2 separate regions of the Pan troglodytes genome follow, and region 2 is linked to region 1. Evidence: chromatin contacts called from public Hi-C data. All regions are on one chromosome and are shown on one strand. The core of a region is the stretch at or near the end of the contact, and the rest is flanking DNA. Distances in the headings are between cores, read along the strand shown. Region 1 holds the start of INHBB (inhibin subunit beta B). Region 2 has its middle 190 kb from the start of INHBB.

Evidence for each region. A called contact is a pair of places that touch in the nucleus more often than the background predicts.
Region 2: a Hi-C map of induced pluripotent stem cells shows a contact between it and region 1, with 3 times the contacts expected there. The contact joins the enhancer-like site here to the promoter of INHBB in region 1. A contact is called at or near these places in 2 of 7 Hi-C or Micro-C datasets (both in induced pluripotent stem cells).

Annotation. Positions count from the first base shown.
Region 1 is chr13:21,027,802-21,030,505 of NHGRI_mPanTro3-v2.0_pri, forward strand. It overlaps INHBB (inhibin subunit beta B), which reads left to right and starts at 1,341. Exons shown (of 2, transcript XM_016949618.3): 1 at 1,341-1,841. The coding sequence starts at 1,394.
Region 2 is chr13:21,221,909-21,224,612 of NHGRI_mPanTro3-v2.0_pri, forward strand. No RefSeq gene overlaps it. Among named protein-coding and RNA genes, the nearest start is that of INHBB, 190 kb to the left of the region's middle. Within about 2 kb of position 1,398, at least 3 of the 24 cell types and tissues checked have an H3K27ac peak or open chromatin away from gene starts, as enhancers often do. A contact at or near this core is called in induced pluripotent stem cells, where this site is marked.

The sequences.
Region 1 (2,704 bases), core at 91-2,590:
GGAAGCAGGGGTGAGCGCGGGGAGCGGGCAGCCCCAACCTGAACAGATTCCGCTTTCTCCTCCTCCCCCCACCCCGGGAAGCTCGAGCGGGGAGGTACGGACCGTCTCCTCTCGCACGGGCAGGACGACACCCTCCCTCCCCCCCTTTTTTCTGCCAACGTCTATCTCAACGCGCGCGCACATACGGAGATTGTGCGGCTTTTTTCCCCCTTGGGAGAAAAAACGGGGAGAGTAAAAGAAGAGAGGCCAAAGAGAAGAACTCCTCCTCGGCGAGCTCCGCACTCCGTGCCGCGGCCCGGCGCGGGGACGCCGCCGCCGCCCGCCCGCTCTCTCCCGGCCCTGCGGCGGGTGCCAGTGCGAGCGCGAGCGAGGGCACTGCACCCGGGGACGCTGCGAGACTTTTCGGCGCTCGAGCCGACCTCGCCGCCGCCGCGGCAGGCAGAAGAGACAGGGGCGAGAAGGGCCCTGCCTCCCCCTCGCCTTCCTCGCCCGGCGCCCCGCGCCCGGCCGGGCCGTGCAGGCAGGCGGAGGGAAGGAGGGAGGGAGGCTGCGAGGAGGCGGGCGGAGCAGAGGCCCCGGCGAAGCGCGCTGCGGCCGCCCGCCCGTGGATGCGGCGCCCAGGGAGCCTGGAGACAACTTTGCCGTGTGACGCGCCGGGAGGACTGCAAGGCCCGCGGCCGAGGGCTCGGCGCCGCCTGTGAGCGGGCCCGCGCGGCCGGCTCTCCCGGGCACCAAGCTTGCTCCGCGCCACTGCCCGCCGGCCCGCGGCGAGGACGACCTGCCCGTCTCCGCCGCCGGCGGCCCTTCCTGGCGCGAGGCAGTGAGGGCGAGGCGCTCAGGTGCGAGCGCGGGGCCCCGCCGCAGCGCCCGCCGCAGCGCCGCGCCAAGCCGCGCCCGGCTCCGCTCCGGGGGGCTCCAGCGCCTTCGCTTCCGTCTCAGCCAAGTTGCGTGGACCCGCTCTTTCGCCACCTTCCCCAGCCGCCGGCCGAACCGCCGCTCCCACTGCCGCTGCTTTCGCTTCACCCGAACCAGGGCTGCGGGGCCCCCGACGCGGAAAGGATGGGGAGAAGGCTGCAGATGCCGAGGCGCCCCGAGACGCCCGTGCGGCAGTGACCCGCGACCTCCGCCCCGCCCGGCGCGCCCCTCGGGCCCCCGGGGCCCTCGGCGCCCCTTCCCTGCCGCGCGGGAACCCCCGAGGCCCGGCCGGCCCCCTCCCCCTGTGAGCCGGCGGCAGCCCTCCCGGCGGGCGGGCGGGCGGAGGCCCGGGCGGGCGCGGGCGCGGGCGCGGGCGGGGGCGGGGCGGGGCGGCGCGCCCGGAGCCCGGAGCCCGGCCCTGCGCTCGGCTCGATTCGGCTCGCCTCCCGGCGGGCGCCCTCGTCGCCAGCGGCGCACCATGGACGGGCTGCCCGGTCGGGCGCTGGGGGCCGCCTGCCTTCTGCTGCTGGCGGTCGGCTGGCTGGGGCCTGAGGCCTGGGGCTCACCCACGCCCCCGCCGTCGCCTGCCGCGCCGCCGCCACCCCCGCCACCCGGAGCCCCGGGTGGCTCGCAGGACACCTGTACGTCGTGCGGCGGCTTCCGGCGGCCAGAGGAGCTCGGCCGAGTGGACGGCGACTTCCTGGAGGCGGTGAAGCGGCACATCTTGAGCCGCCTGCAGATGCGGGGCCGGCCCAACATCACGCACGCCGTGCCTAAGGCCGCCATGGTCACGGCCCTGCGCAAGCTGCACGCGGGCAAGGTGCGCGAGGACGGCCGCGTGGAGATCCCGCACCTCGACGGCCACGCCAGCCCGGGCGCCGACGGCCAGGAGCGCGTTTCCGAAATCATCAGCTTCGCCGAGACAGGTGGGTCCGGCCCTCCGGCTGTCTGCCGCGGTCCCCGCTCGCTCCCGCTCTCCCTTTCCTTGCTAGCTCCGGCTGCCGCCGCCGCCACCGCAGCCCGCGCGCCCTGGGGCAGCCTGGACTCCCGGCAGAGCTCCTTCGGCCGTGGCCCTGCGCGCTCCGCCCGGGTTGCAGTCCTCTTCCCCCAGGCCGCAGACCCTTGCCTGCTGCCTCAACCCCCCGCCGCCGAGCGCCTGGCCCTCCACCCCTGCTCTCCGGAATCGGGCCCCAGCGCCTCTGGGCGCGCGTCCCCCTCCCGGCAGATGCGCGCGGCCCTGGCTCTGCGGGCACTTGCTTGGTGATTGCTTAATGTTTTTGTTTCCCACGATCGGAGTGTAGGCTTAGCAGTGTGGATGGAGATGTGTGTGCTTGTTGATATACGTGGGCCGGAGGAGAGAGAGTGTGTGTGTATCTGTGTGTGTGTCTGTGTGTGTGTGTGCCTGCGTGAGAGGCCCCTGGGGCCGCTTCCATCACCGGCGGCGTGGGCTTGCCAGGATTGCTGAAGCCTCGCTGGGGAGAGCTAGGCAACCTCTCTTCCGATTGTGTGGGCACCGGAATCGGGCGGAAGGCAGGCTTCTCAACAGGTCCATCATTTACACAGAGAAAGCCGCGGCTCGGGGACAGCCCCGTGCCTTTCGGCTTGCCTGGCAGCTGCAGCAGACCCCTCGCCCGAGAGGCAGAGTCGTAGTTAACAAAGGGTATGGCTCCTTTCTGGAATCCGCCCCCCCCGGCCCCAGATTGCAAATTTCTAACACTGTCTAAATATAAAAATCAGGGAGAGAAAAATCTTTCGGAACTTTAAAAGAAGGAGAAAAATGTGCCCGCGC
Region 2 (2,704 bases), core at 148-2,647, 190 kb after region 1:
GCCCTGCACCCCGGCACACAGTGAGCTCGAGGGCACAGATTCTACCATAATCAGCTCTTCGGCACCACTGAAGGGAGGATCTCAACAAATGTTTGCTGAAAAAGAATGAAAAGCTGATAGAGGAAGGCACAGACAGGTTAATGGTTACCTTCGGGTGGGAGGTTAAGGGCTTCCCCCGACCCCATCTCTCTGTATTTCCTCTGCTTTCTCTAATAGAAACGTTCTTTTCATGAGGAAAACATTGTATTTTCCTGTTTTAAATCCCCTCAATAATTTCAGAAGGTATTGCAGAGGAAGAGTGAGCCTCTGACAGATAAATGCTCTTTTCTCTCGAGTGATCTGATGACAAAGTCATCCACAGAGACTGGTGTTTCCCACTGGTCATTTTGATCTTGGCCAGCCGGTTGTCATAAATAAAAGGGCCGTCCCTCGCAGCCCAGAAGACAGGCCATGGGTTGAATGCTTTTGTTCTTTTTCTGGGAGTGAGGGGTACTGTAGACTGAACCAGGCACGTGGGCTAGAGAGGAAAGAACGCTGGCTTCAAAGCTGGCCAGGCTCTACTCCTGGCGATGCCCCCACCAGCCGAGTGACCTAGGGCAGGCATACAGCCTCTCTGATCCTCCAGTTGCTCTTCTCCAAAGCAGTTCCCGGCAGAGCTGGGGGAGGATCGGGAGCGAAGGGGCCTTCCTCACCCAGTGGGGCTCAACAAAGATCAGTTCTTGTGCCGTCCTTCCTGGTTTGTGATCAGACCAGGCCAGGGAAAGCCGGCCCTGACGACTGCCTGCGGTGGGGAGCCAGGGAGGACAGGGCAGTGGGCGGGTGCAGCAGGCACAGCAGCCAGGACTCCCAGTGCCCGGGCCTGGGCCCATCCCCTTCACTGCATGGAGCACAGGTCAAGTGCCAAGTGTCCCGCGATGACCATTGATCACACAGCCCAAACAAGCCCGAGATTTGGTTTTATTTCTCCTCTGGAAATTTAAGGACAATAGCAGTCTCTTCCTTAGGAAACTTTGGAGTGGACCAAATCACATGTGCGTGGCACTTGATAAATAACAATGGCGCTACAAGGGAGTGTTTGATGTGCACCAGGGATTCTCAGCGTTTCAGTCCTCACTATAGACCTGCCAGCCCAATAGGAAACCGAGGTGGACAGCAGGGAGGGGAGTAACCTGTCCAAGGCCACATGGCTTAGTGGCTCAATTGGGAATGAGACCTGGTCTGACTTCAGAGCCTGAGCTCTGATCCCCTACTCTGTGAGTCTCTGGACGCGGCGGTGCTGCTTGTTTATTTTTGCAGCGGGGTGCTGTTGTTGCTGACACGTCTGTGCCCATGTAAGGCTGGGCCTGCTGCTTCTGCTGGAGCTGGCCCTTTAAGCCTCCCGGGTGTGGGGAGCCTGCCCTATGGTGCAACCCTGTTCCCTGGAGCTGGCGGCATTACTGCTACAGTAAGGAATGTCCCTGGGGAGATTTAGTGCCTGGTGATAGACATGTGGGCTTGATTTACCCCCGCACTGCTCCATTCAGCCCTAGGCAGGCAGTGCACCAGGGCAGAGTTGGTGAATAACTAGAGAAACCAGAGGGGTGCACAGGGTGCTGGGCGAGGGGGCACGGAGCCCGCAACTGAAGGGCGCTTTTCTGTGCCAGGCCTGTGATCTCAGCAACTACTCAAAACAAGCCTATCAGGTTACACATCCATTTTACAGAGGAGGAAACGGAGGCTCAGAGAGGTGAAGTCACCTGACCCAGGGAGTAGTCAAAAGAACTAAGGAAATCTTTGCTTACTGCAAGGAAGGGCCTCCTGGGACCATGGCATTTGTCTGAGCCTCTGGGACCAGGCCCTGGGGGCTCCAAGCCACTATCCCCAGCCCTGCCAATCTTCCTGTCACCAGAATCCAGACCCTTCTCACAGGGCTCTCAGCCCCCTGTTTCCAGTTAGTGAGAGACTCCCTTTATCAGCCTTGGCAAGGAGCCCTTCAGTCTGCCAAGCCCACCCTTGGGCCCTGGCAGGGTCTCCGGCAGGAATGGCTGGAGGGGCTTCCCTTTCTGTCTTCCATGCCGTCTGGGGACCTTCCCACCTCCTCCCCTTTGTCCTTGCTGTCTGCCATCTGCCACCCCCTCTGCCCATCCTTCCTGTCCTGCCCAGGCGCCGCCTCTGCACAAGGCCTTCCCTGACTGTGCGCTCAGGGCTCTCCTCTTCTCTCTGGCCTTAGTGCCTGGTGACTGCACAAGATGGAGAGCTCAGCTCTGGCCTCTGCGGTTTTGCCCTCCTTTCTGATCTCTCTCATCTGGCCACCTCCCCAGGAGATCTCAGGAAGATACCCTGCCAGGGCACCTTGAGAAGTCAGATGGTGCCATGGGCTCTTCCTCGCCTCCCAGCACCTGCCCAAAGCATCAGCCTGTGAGGACCTTAGCACCCCAGTGCCCTCAGCTTCAGCAGCTGAAGGAGGCTGCTGGGCCTGGAGGGGAGCAGAGCTGGGCCAGCCAAGGGTGCGCATTGTGTGGCTATGCAGCCTGGGTGTGTCACCGCCTGGTACGCCCAGATGTAAGATGAGTGGGCTGACCCAATTCCTTTAATTCCATCCCTCTAGGAGACTGAGGTTCAGTCTCCACACTGTGCTCATTAAGGCAGGAAGGAGGGAGCTGCTCATGGCCCACAGTGGCCTATGTTTTGGAGTTATTGAGCACAGATTGTGCCTGAGTTAGCC